2 separate regions of the Arabidopsis thaliana genome follow, and region 1 is linked to region 2. A link is a contact called in public targeted proximity ligation data. All regions are on one chromosome and are shown on one strand. The core of a region is the stretch at or near the end of the contact, and the rest is flanking DNA. Distances in the headings are between cores, read along the strand shown.

Region 1 (6,795 bases), core at 161-2,660, 34 kb before region 2:
GTATTCATAAGAAGTTGCCATCGTATGACACGGTCACGCTTTACTGAGTTAAATTTTATTTCTTTTGTCATCACTTTTAAATAATATTTATAACTCTTTTCTTGTGACGACAACCTATATGAATCAGAAATGTAACGAATGGTATTGTGGGAACCAGGTGTTGCTGCGTTGGTGCTTACGTGAGTTCGTGGACTTCACATCGCCGACCAAATCCGAGTTCATTTTTCCTTACAATAATTCCAGTTCTTTCTATAATATTATTTCCAAAGTTATATCCAAATTTGGTTTTCTACCTTCTATATATAATTCTTTTTATCATGTTTTCTAAATGGAATATTCTTTTCTACACTAAAATCCAAATCACTAATAACATCATATATATATTCACATTAGTTTAGTTTTAATGAAATGTACACTATTTGAAAATCATCTAGTAAACACTACCCTAGTAACTGATATAAATAACTATCGACAATTTGCCACCAAATTAAAACTACCTTTTTCTTATAACCAACATATTAATTGGTGCATGTAGATGTTGATGTTATATAAAAATGACTAAGAAAAAAGATGTAATATCAACAAAAGAATATACATGTTTGAAATCGACTTGTGATTTGGACTAACAAAACAAATAGTTATCGAGTAAAAGTAAAACTAAGTCTTGTTGAATAGCTTATTATATGGGTTGCTATCATTTGATTATCTCAAGGAAGTGCTATTTATTTAACCCTATCCATAAGCACAAGGAAGAAACACATAAGCGAAAGTCACTACTAACTTCAAACGACTCTTTACAATCTATAAGAAAAGAAGAAATAGTTTTCTAGGTATGACTACGTAATTACTGAGTATATATTATACTTTGAAATTAAATTTATTCAAAATAAGGCTTTTAATTAATTTAACTTGTAACTTTTCATAGAAGCTACTGTTCATATTTTCTTTGCTAGTCTTAGGTCTATTATATTATTGACTCACAACTTAAAAACTAGAAAAAAATTGTATAAATAATAATTACAATTCAGGGCAATTTTGCTTAAGAACTAGACAAATGCAAGGTAGTATGAATTAAGTTGCAACCAATTGCAATGAAACAAACAAAATTTAACATATTTCTTCAAATTACTATTATATTTTTTTAAAAACTTTAGAATGTAAAGACATTAAATTGTAAACAAATAACAATTTTTTTCCTGTTTTATCATCTAGTTTTAGGAGTTTGTCTTACATTTGAAGATTAAAAAAAATATCCAAAAATTAAAAGCAATATCATATAGCAATCTCGCATTGTTTTGGACTCATTGCACAATAATTTTAGTTATTGGGCCTTTAGTAATAGATAAACGATCCAATTTATAACTACGTCGTTTTAAAAATATAACATCCCAACTGGGTTCTGATTCGGTGGATCCAAGTTCGGGTTGCAATTCGATTCAGAATCAAACCATTTTTGAAGAACCCTAAAAGTTCTCTTCTTCCCCCAAATTTGAATTTGTTCTTGCAATCGGATTCGAAATCCGAAAGTCTTAGTCTCGAATTTGAGCTCAACAGTTTCTTATGGCTCCGAAGAAGTCTGAAGGAATCGCTTTGCTTTCCGTTTACAGTGATGAAGATGACGAAGAGATGGAAGACGCCGAGGAAGAGGAAGAAGAGGATGAGAAGCAGAGAAATCAGGAAGAGAGTGAAAAAATAATTGAAGAAGATCAGGTAGAAGAAGCGAATTATATGGATGAAGAAGAGAAAGGAAGAGGAGGAGAAGATTCTAGAACGCCGAGGCTATTAGATGGTGTTGGAGCTTCTTCTAGTGCTCATGGGACTCCTCGTTCACTTGATAACGATGAATCATCGAGACCTGATTGGAGTAATCGAATGATTGGTGAGTCTGGAGTTGCGGATGGTGAGAGAGGTGATGATGCTTCAGGGGAAAGTAGTGATACGTTATTGGATCAGTTTCTTCCGCCAAGACCGAGAGAGAGGTGCTCTGAGGAGCTGCAAGTAAGTTTCCTGATGATGCTTCAATGTTCTAATTTTAAAAGTTTAGGTAGGCAAGAACTCATTGGTGTGTTGTTTGGAAATAGCAGTCTTCTAAACTGATTAGTTTGTGATTCTAAGCTGATTACTCATTGCTCTGAGGAGCTGCAAGTAAGTTTCCTGATGATGCTTCAATGTTATTTTGAAACATTAGGTAGGCAAGAACTCATTGGTGTGTTGTGTGGGGTCTCTTGGTACGTATGGTTGGAAATAGCAGTCTTCTAAGCTGATTAGTTTGTGATTCAGTTACAAGTTGGTCTGATATGTATTTTTTTTTGTTGTGTTTGTAGAGGAAAATAGATAAGTTTCTGAGCTTGAAAAAGATGGGGAAGAGTTTCAATTCAGAAGTGAGGAATAGGAAGGAATACAGGAATCCTGACTTCCTATTGCATGCTGTATCTTACCAAGACATTGACCAGATTGGTTCGTGTTTCAGTAAAGATGTATTTGATCCCAGTGGATATGACCCAAGTGACTTCTGTGATGCAATAGGTAACTCCACCTTTTTGTAGCTTCTTCGTTTTTTTCTTCTCTTTTCTTGTTTACTCTTGTCTCAGTAAGAAGCATCTTTGATATCTTTTGCTTATAATTTTGATACTCTGTTCAGTATCATGCACTCATTATTACTTTAGTAAATTATTGATGCTGGTCACTATTATTACTATATTCTGCGTTCTCCATATTTCATGATTTGTAATGATCCTTGTTTATGTGTTAATTACAGAAATCGACATGAAGAATGAGAGGGAAAGGAAGGAACAAGAAAGCAAGAAGAACCAGAAGCTTGACTTTGTTTCTGCTGGTACTCAACCTGGGGCGGTTTTCGCTGCTCAAAAGCCTAACATCCCCATTCCAGGTGTGTGAAAATGACTAGGTGTCTGATTGGTTAGTTATTTATCTCAGCTACATCTCTGCAAAATATGATGAATTTTTTTTCAGGTATTCCAGCTTTAGCTACTAGTGGATTGCCTTCCATACCAACCGAAATTGCTGCTCGTGATGGTAGACCGAACAAGAAATCCAAATGGGATAAGGTTTGTTATCAGATTTAAATATCTAGAATGTGACTATATGATGATTTTGGCATACTTAGTTCTTCGCTTATTTCATTTTATGTGTTTATGGTTAAATCAGGTTGATGGGGACGTAAAGAATCCTCCTCTAGCAGCTGGAACTCAGGATTCTATATCCTCAATCCGGTCTAATGCAGCTCTTGTATCTGCTACAAGTGCTGGTTCTGGATACTCAGCTTTTGCGTAAGTTATATTGTCTGTTGTTTGATTTGTAAACTAATACAATCTTGAGCTATTCCTCAGTTAGATAAATCGGATAATCATTTCATTAACCATACAGGCAACAACGGAGACGAGAGGTGGAAGGAAGAAGATCTTCCGAGAGGAAATTGGAGAGAAGAAGTTGAGAGACATAACCAGAACGAAGCTTTTCTATGTTGTGATTCATGTAGCAAGAGTTTCTAAAGAGGTTCTAGTTCAATGTTTCATAACGAGTACAAACTTAAAATCAATGATATACAGTACCTTCATTCTTTTTTTGTACTAACGGGTAATCAAAAATTTCAGACCAGACACTATTGTTTTACTTTCAAGGATCAAAATTTACACATACACTCAGGACATCTCGGTTGTCTATAAATGCTGCGTCCATAAGGCCTAGTACGAAGCTTTTGGCCTTCCTCTACCATTTTTCTCACACGATCTTCAAAAATCTTCCACTTTATTGTTTCACTGTCTGATAAGATTGCTGCAAGCCTCTTCTTGTTAGGTCTCAATGTTGGTGCCTGACCGTTTCCGTAGTAGTTTCTAAATCCAGACACTAAGGATGATAGTTGACTCCCAGAATCAGTCATTGCAAAGACATCTGATGCTATACAAGCTATGAAATCTAGTGCAGCTAGCTGCAAAACAGCGTCCGAAAACATCGAAATGAAGTTTGAGCAAGAACAGAGTAACTCGGGAAAAAGTAAGTTTAAGATTGTTTATATCTTTTTACCTGAGAAGAGAAGTTCTTGAATGGCGCAAGTTCTTGAGGTGTAAGGAGAGTTTCTTTGGTCGCGATATTCGGGTACAGTCTTGTTAAAGGAAGCATACGAGAAGAGCCTCCATAGATTTGAGATCCAGCTAAGTAAATATATGTTTTTCTCTTGAATCCAAGACCAGCAAGAACCAGAGTTGCTTCCTCTGGTGTTAGTGGACACTTGCCCGTTTTTCTTAACTCTTCTGGGGACACTGGCCTGAAAAATAAGAAACAAGATCTGATTAGCTTTAAAGAACATTGAAGAGGGCAAAAGTAGAGTTGTTTCATCTATCGTTGTACTTTGATTTCTTCAAACGTTTGAGTAGAAGAGGGAAATGATCTTCACGGTAAGCTTGAAGCTCTTTGCGCTCGGCTTCTCCTCCTCCAAAATCGCATAGAGAATAAGCAACCATGTCTTCTTCAAACCTTAGATGCAAAGCAAGATACTTCAACGGTTCTTCTTCTCCTTTAACAGTACTTTTCACCATGGATTCACCAAGTAATGCTTCTTCCAATCTGCTACGCGATGTTTTGAATCTTCTTATCCGTTTCACCAACAGAGATCCCGCTTCTTGAATCTTGGGCGCGAATTTCAGCGCGTGAAAGTTGCATTTACATCGTAATCTCTTTAAATGAAGCAAAAGAAAAAACCATATTATTTCTAAGAAACCAAGTGAGTACTCTAATTATGCATTCTCATTTTACCTGAACGTCAAAAGGCAATGGATCAAACCCGAGGCGATTCCCGTATCCGAAAAGATGAACCATTCCATACTTCTTTAACAAAGGAAGAACATGTTCGATGTAATCGACTGGTGTTGCCTCTTTTACAAGCTCCGTATCAGTAACCTATGTAGAAAAACAAACATTATGAATTTTGCATCTCCAATAAATTAGACCGGACAAGGAAAAAAGGGAGTTCAAAAACACACCAAGCTGAGATTCTTGTTATCAGTAGATTTTAGATGTTGAGGAAGATTCTTCACTATATTCACCTCATCTTTCAGATACTCGATAAAATGATCCTCTTGGTATATATCACCAAATTGGCTGCCATTTACGCACTTTCGCAAAATCAACAAACAAATTTTTTTTATAATAAATTTTGAAAGTCTTGAGGAGTTTAAAATACCTAGGATCTTTCCATACATTGCTGTAAAGAAACCGAGGAAGAACTAGAGTCGCGTTGAGCAGAGCAGCAACCGCAACAGCGTTACAGATCTGCAAGAAACTAACATTCACTATATATACTTTCTTGATGAATCAAATATATAATGATTACTTTGGTATATACTTACAGCCACGCGCTGTTGATTAAGGCCTCCATTTGCACTAACCATGATGTAACCATTGCTTAATTCTCTAGACCTCTCTAATGCCACAGCTGCTTTGTTATTATCTGCACAAGGCTTCCACTGTGATGACTTTGAAGATCTTTCCTCCCGGAAGTTTGGTGTATCGGGTTTGAATTCATTCTTGTAATACAAATGGAGAAGAAGATTATTAATGATTCAAACAAATAACAAATATAATTTCTTACATTTTCACTAACCTTTGCAAGAGAATCCGAAGCTAAGTTTAGAAGACGGCTATACATTTGAACTGGTGAAGCATCTACTGCTCCATTCTTAATTGACATAAACAAAAATTAAGAAGCAATAACAATGGAGGATGTATAAAGAAGATATATTTATTCTCAAACCTTATGCAAAGTCATATTGCTCAACCTTGAAATGTCTTGCACCACGGCTCTACTATCGGAATGAAAGATCGAAACCATAATGGAATCCATACAGAAAATGAAACCGGTGACTGAGATCATCAAAACTATCGACTTAAAGTTCCTACGAAGCCATGAATGTTGCTTCTTCCAAAATTTGTTGCTACTACCACTGCTTTGATCATGCTTAGATCCTTGAGCCTTGGAAACTTCACTTGCATATATTCTTCTACCGAGTAAGAGATCATTACCAGATAAAGAATCCAAACTTCTCCTCCCAAATTTCTCTTCTTTATCTATGGTTTCAGGTCGAGGACTTCTCGGTGATCCCTGTTTCCCCATTAATGATCTGTCTCTTCTCTCAGCTCATAAACTATTTAGGAAATGCAAAATGAATCAAGAACTCTCTCGATGTATGGCAAGCAATTAAGAGATTGATGGAACCAAAATATTCAACAATAAAATATGACAATTGGTGAAAAAAGTGTGGAGGAATCCCGACAGAACAAATTAATTCTAAGTGAAGCTAACATAGTTGTTGAGGAATCTCTGAATTCTTTTTTAATGGGAAGAGTAAAACGCAAGGCAAAAAAAAAAAGTTTTTATAAATAAGAAGAGCCACGACATAAACCTTAATGAAGAAGATTGGGTATGGAGATAGCTACATGTGAACAAATCACACCAGAACAGATAGCTTCTGTTCTTCTGCTTTCTCGTTCGTCGATCGTTACCGATCTCCATGACGGAACCGAATCTTCTATCCTTTATTTAACAATGCGTGTGTTTGAAACTGTGTTATAATACCTAGATCATAGAAATCTGTCAGGAATCTCAAGAAATTTATCCCTGTATTATATTTTACCCATTTTTGTTTTTTTTAGCATAGACCCGAGAATGACTTGTGACGCAAACTTGCTCTTTCATTGTTTTGTTATATAATATTAGATGTAACGGTGTGTCAACTATCCGTTGTAGTCTAGCTGGTCAGGATACTCGGCTCTCACCCG
Region 2 (6,319 bases), core at 7-2,506:
TTATATGTTACATATGTAGCTTTCTCAAACTGTCATAAATTTCACTATGCATGTAAATGATTTAAATTTATTTTAGAGTAGGGTTTTTCACTACATCATGCATGTATCTGTTCAATCGAAAAGTAACAAATAAATATTGGAAGGTAATCAAATCATTCGTAAAAAAGAACTCCCAAAAATAAAACAATAACAACGAAAAAAAAACATGGTTAATTAGTAAACTCAGACAGACACATAAAAAACATAAATAAATGTTTTATATATTAAAAAGAGTCATCAAAAAAATTGAAAGTGTTGAGACTTTGAGAGATCGATGTATATGGGTGTGTATATATGTATATTAAGCTTAGAAGGTGACGTCAGGGACGATTCCAAGCTCCTTGAAAACTTGAGGGCATTCAGCGAGAGGAGTCTTCCTCATGAACCCAAGTGGGTTAATGGTTCGAGTCTCGTTGGAGACAATGCCATCATTGGCCGTGAGACTGATTCTGGCTGCGTTTCTTAGGAATTCTTGGTTGTTCACGTCTCCACACTCTGGGTCAGGTGATTGGAGGAGGACGATCTCGCACACTTCCTCTTCGTGGTCACCCATTACTTCCATCTGGTAGTTACCGGCGTTGTCGGTCACGGCTTCTTTGGTTAGGGTCACTGTCTGGTTCTCACGACCCTTGCACTCAAGCTTTACCTTTGCCCCTGATATACACACAATAACGTAATTAGTTTTTCTTATAATCTTGCAACACTAACTCTTAGAAATGTGACTAACCACATTTTTATAAAATTTTAACATTGTTAAAAAGACGTCTATATATGCTTGTAATCATTTTTGTGAATTTTTACTACACAATTCTAACCATTGACCTATATACCATAATGGGATCGATTTTTTATCAACCAATATATTTTGCTATTGACAGTATGCTCAACAAATGAATTTGATTAGAGAATGTGGTTAATTACCCTCGAGAAATTTGCTGATACGGGTGATGAATTGGACACGGCATGTGTCGCAGTAGACGGAGCCCTTGATGTGGAATTTGTCAAAGTCGTCGGCATCAGCTGCGGTGAAGTGAACGAGGGTGGTGAAACATAGGGCAGAGGCAAGGAAGACAATGAAGAATTTGGCCATTATGCCTTAATCCTTTTTTTTCTTGTGTTTTTACTTCGGTCTTCTCCTCTCTTGGATTTGAGAGTTTATTTGTAAAATTTAGTTTTTAAGGGAGAACAAATTGTAAGCTTTGGTTGAGAGGAGACGCTATGATAGATCCAACCAAATATCTCCTTTTATAGAGAACAAATAGACAAAACAACAAAACCATGTGATTCTATATCTATTTTTGGAAGTTTTTTTGTTTATTTTTGGTGTTTTTGTTCTTGAGTTTTGTACGGCTGTGTTTTCCTTGAACCCGATCTTTTCTCATTGCCATCTGTTTTTCTTTTCTGTTAATAATTCTTCATAGATTCCGTTTAGGTCTTTTTTGTATGAGGATGGTTTCCCAAATGTCAATCTATAGAATCTTATGTATGTTTAGACCTCCACTAAAAAGATTCAATGGGGGTGGAGAATTATCTACTAGACCCCAAAGTGAAAGTTTTATTAGTAGTAAATGACTAATTAATCTGAGCCGCACATGAAAGCTTTTGCACAATTTTCTTTGAATTAAGAAAAATTCCAAAAACAAATTGACTAGAAACAAATGTCTTCAGCTGAATCTGTTATTTTGAAGAGTAGAGGTTGAACATATATAACTTTTCTCTTTAAGAAACCTTAATCTATAATAACATCTTTCAAGTGTTGTATCATCAACAAGCTAATACAAGAAAATCATGTACAGATGAATTGGATTGTACTTCTTCTGATTTCGCCAAGAAAAAAAATAGAAGAAGCAAAGATGCGAACATTCTTGATCTGCACCGATCTCCCAAACTGTATGGTAAAAGCAAAACACAGGAATGGTTCAAATGTCGTAGCACACTCAGCATTAACGGGTCAAACACTCGAAATGCTCACGATTTATAAGCTGGCGGTAATAAACGTGGAAGACTCTTGCTGTTTTATACTATCTGCAACGTGTGCAATAACTCCAGCTCCTGCTTTGTAAAGTCTTTCACTTTTCACCTGAAACAAGACTCAAAATCTCTGTTAGTCCATGTTTCAAAGAATTAAAAAGCTCCAAAGTGAAGATGTTGGAAGTTTACGTGAATGTTGTTATGAGCTAAGTAAGGCCAGAAGGTGGAGTGGAAGCTGACATCAACTTTCTTCCACCCCAACCTCTGCAGACCGCGGATCATTTCCTCTGCACCAATATTTGTATAAATTGTAAATCTCATGCCGATTTAGAAGAATCAATCAAATGTTTGGGCTAATTCTACACCTTCCACAATTTCATGATACTCAAGTGTGTTCTGAGGGCTAGGAGAGCTTTGTGCGGCCTCCTTGGCTTTAGCAGCTTCTGGAGGGAAATGGGCACCATCTGATGAAACAGGTGGACAGTATTCAACATCAACAACATGCTTGTATCCATCCAGAGACCGGCGTGAAGGCTATATTAAAACAGGGGAAAAACATATCTATCAGATCTCACTCGTGACAGCTAAATAATTTTCAAAGTTTCATTTGACTGGTTACAAGCCACAGAGAGCTTCTTGCACGAAGCTACTTGAGATAAATGAATTGCCGAAAGTATTTTTGGTGATTCTCTACAGACAATTGTTTCATTTCTTAGACTCTTTACCTCTATGAAACTTTCCCTCTATGATTACTCATAATTCCAAAATTCAGGATAAGTTAGCTACCGTTAGCATTTCACAGCAAGCTAACTATCAATATCGATGACCCCATCATCTAGCTAGTGTGTGCTACACGTTTCAGAGTCGAAATCAACTTACATAATAGAAGGAACATGAAAACAAGTGGGGTAATATTAAATAGAAAGGTTCCATTGCTTCATATAGCATGAAACGTACCTTGATAAGTTCAGTTTCTCTCCTAATGGAAGATGTACGCCAACCAACCATGTCTACTTGATGTCAAAGGAAACAGTTCAGAAAACAAATGCAGACACAGCTAGGCACATCTGTACTAGTTAAACAGCAACAGAAATGCACAGGATACGGTCATAAGATACGTTTGCATATATAATGCGACTTCGAAATGCCCCCAGCGCCGATCTGCCAGACAATGAAATGCATTAGGATTACAGATAAGTCATTAAGGGGTCGAATGATTTAAATTGGTAAGAGCATTACTCACAAGAATTTCAGATCTTCACCATCAGATGCCATCCTCAAAAGAAGAGGTGGTTTATCAGCTTTACCATCAGTGAGGAACAACTGACTACCAGTCCGACCAACAAAGAATGGAGCTATTGGTGCAGCAAGTTTCTCAAGAATAGGAACTCCCAACAGAAAAGGCAGCTGATACAAGGGGTTCCAGAAAAAGAGGAGAGAATGAGATAGAATTTACAGGGATTATCAATTAATATTCATCACTCATCAGTCTAGACACTTAGGGGACCAAATAGCAAAAAACGCAAGACAGTTTTGATGAAACTTATGATATCTGTCTGAACACAAGGAGAAGGTAGATGAAATTTACATGTGAAAAACGACTAACTACTTTCTTAATTACGCATACACCACATCTACGTACAGGTACTGCGAGATATATATGAAACTCTTTGATTCCAAAATTCCAATTATGATAAGTAGAGAAGAAGAGAACCTGCTTTCTGCCTCTCACTCCTAGATGAGGTGTTGCCAAAGTGATGAAATTAATCGGTTCTAGCCCCGCAATCCTACCTCGCAGAAGATTTGAATTGCCAGATTGAGAGACAGCAACATCACTTACTTGTGCCATTGCTGCTGAGTAAAGAACAGCAACAGCATGTCTGGAAAATAAGCCACCGAGGGAGTGGGCTAAAAACGAAATCTTCTTTAAGCTCTTGCTCTTTTGGACAACTTGTCTAACCTATTCCTCTCTCACATCCAGAATGGGAACAGAAATCAGCTCATGTACTGAAGTTAAGGGCTAGAAAACCAAGACCTACCTATACACGAGGTGCAAATGAAGATATTAAAACTCACCTCTTCTGCTAGTCGTTTTCCAGCTCCATCGATCCCGCCAAATGTTTTAGTGAAGGTATTGGAAGAACTTGCTGTGAATGTTCAGGAGAAACAGAGTAAATTAAAACACATCACGTGTGATCCATTCCACGCATAGCATAAAAGCACATGAGTATTATAATAAAATACAAAACTAAAGAAGAGTTGTGGTTCCAGACGAAAAGATCTTAAATTTTTCAAGAAAATGTATATTTCGCCTCTTGCCGCTAAAGATTATATAAGACCTTGAAGTGTTTTCAATTTTGTGCCCAGCACATGCATTCAACTTACGTTACCATTTCATTCCCAAAAATTCTCTTCTATTATACATACAATCCAACAACTACTCAACTAAACTAATAGATGATAACAATTTAGAACAAGATGAGCATACCATAAATCAAGAATCTTCTTCCAAGGCGTCTTTTCAGCTCAGCTTCTACGTAGAGCCAGTCGCTGGGACTGCAAGTAATTGTGTCTTAGTAAATTTGGAGTCTATAAATTATTCAATCTGAAAACAAAGTAGCAGAAATGATAGACATAACTTTCTTTCTTTTTTTTGACAATGATAGACATAACTTTCAAATTCAAATACTTGCAAGTTTCTATCCAACCTAAAACAAAACCATGAGGGTTTCCCAAGATGCAAACCCAGTACCATTCAATTGATGAACTACTTAGAAATAATACCTGGCCAAAATACCATGTACAAGAACAAGAAGATGATCAGGTTCATTTTTGTCATCGGAGTCGCCTTTCGATAGCGAAAATTTCCGTTGGGCTGTGGAACTCATTGCCTGAACCCTGCGTCCCTGTTGGTTCCAGCTTCTGTTTGACCCTTCTTAAAGAAAAATCAAACAAATGAACCCGCGGAAAAAGCTATAAAGAACAGAGCCAATTCTTAACCAAACAAATCATACTATCACCATTTCTACTTAGCTTCTCACAATCATTTAACATGTTCAAGCTTATTTTCGATCGCAGAAACAGGGAAAAATCTGTTTAAATAGACACCGAAATTGTGAGCTCTAAATCAAAAGAAAAACAGAGCCGATTCTTGACCAAACAAACCATACTATCACTAATTCTACTTGGCATATCACAATCATCTAACATCTTAAAATCTTCTATCTCTTGCAGAAACAGGGACAAATCTGTGTATATAGACACTGTAATTGAGCTCCTCCTCAATCTAAATTAGGCGATACTATTCTTCACCATCCTAAACAACGTCTTTGATCGAGAAATCCTCAGCTATGAAACTTTGCAGTACAATGTCAGGTCATTTCCAGATGTAACAACGCATCATTCGATAAACATGAACAAAGTAATCAATCCCTAAATCTACACGACAAACATCATTCGAAGATCAAAGCCTATTACCGAAATCGAAATTCAAAATCTCCGAATAACCACAGGAGCACGAGGATGAAGGCGAAGGAGAAGAAGCGGAAGCTGAAACAACGCCGGAGGAAAACTGCCGCGCGCTGCGAGAGCTTGGCTTAGAGAAACCGCCACGATCCGGTAAGTATCTAAAAGGAGGTTGTTGAATCCAAGAAGAAGCCGTAGACATATTGATGTTGAGCTTATATATAGAGAGAGGAGAGAAAGTCAAAATCAGAGAAAGGAGTGGAAGAAAGATCCTTGATTCACGGTTTCTGAGTGACGTCACGCTTCAGAATCAAACATAATAACTCTCTCTACGTTATCTTCTTCACAGAGACCCATGCTCCTCTCTATCTCTTCCATTCACTGCCAAATAAACATTCAATCATCATCTTCTTCGACTTTTGCCAATTTATATAATTTGATTTTATTACTTTTACTTTATAATTTCGGGTGGTGCGTGTTGTTGTTAGGCGACTCAAACACAGAATATTTTTATTCCGTTTTATATTCAAAAAAAGGTTTAGAATCGGACCAGGTTCTTCTTCTTCTTCATCAACCAATTCACTCCAAAACAAAGGTCAAAAGAATACTATTTACAATTTTTTGGTATATATATATATATATATTTTCTGTTTTAAATTTTTAATCAATACTGCTAGTAGTTTTTTTTTCTTTTTTTTGGTGTAAATGGTAAGATAACACCAAAATATATTTGTCTACTAAACCGAGTAAAATTTTTATGGTTTTTGTAAAAATCCAATTGTTAACTTGTTAGTGATGCTTTCCAAAAAAGCCCTTACATGATATTGTCAAAGGGGTATCTAAA

What was found.
Region 1: a contact with region 2 is called in a targeted proximity ligation map of shoot, with 14 read pairs. A contact is called at or near these places in 6 of 26 Hi-C or Micro-C datasets (callus, leaf, root and 2 more) and 2 of 2 datasets of targeted methods (seedling and shoot).

Annotation. Positions count from the first base shown.
Region 1 is chr1:10,207,337-10,214,131 of TAIR10.1, reverse strand. AT1G29220 (transcriptional regulator family protein) reads left to right here and starts at 1,410. Exons shown (of 6, transcript NM_102662.3): 1 at 1,410-1,998; 2 at 2,325-2,526; 3 at 2,759-2,890; 4 at 2,974-3,068; 5 at 3,169-3,290; 6 at 3,388-3,612. The coding sequence starts at 1,561. The coding sequence ends at 3,454. It overlaps AT1G29200 (O-fucosyltransferase family protein), which reads right to left and starts at 6,555. Exons shown (of 9, transcript NM_001332841.1): 1 at 6,420-6,555; 2 at 5,621-6,161; 3 at 5,367-5,543; 4 at 5,201-5,289; 5 at 5,001-5,118; 6 at 4,774-4,917; 7 at 4,369-4,694; 8 at 4,045-4,285; 9 at 3,644-3,949. The coding sequence starts at 5,707. The coding sequence ends at 3,644. It overlaps AT1G29210 (a tRNA gene), which reads left to right and starts at 6,754; the gene lies at 6,754-6,795. It also overlaps AT1G09065.
Region 2 is chr1:10,173,839-10,180,157 of TAIR10.1, reverse strand. It overlaps AT1G29140 (Pollen Ole e 1 allergen and extensin family protein), which reads right to left and starts at 1,256. Exons shown (of 2, transcript NM_102655.4): 1 at 961-1,256; 2 at 1-693. The coding sequence starts at 1,129. The coding sequence ends at 347. It overlaps AT1G29120 (Hydrolase-like protein family), which reads right to left and starts at 5,971. Exons shown (of 12, transcript NM_001198181.1): 1 at 5,488-5,971; 2 at 4,795-4,942; 3 at 4,499-4,566; 4 at 4,087-4,157; 5 at 3,725-3,970; 6 at 3,254-3,417; 7 at 3,116-3,171; 8 at 2,968-3,023; 9 at 2,376-2,544; 10 at 2,200-2,297; 11 at 2,012-2,119; 12 at 1,637-1,927. The coding sequence starts at 5,677. The coding sequence ends at 2,015.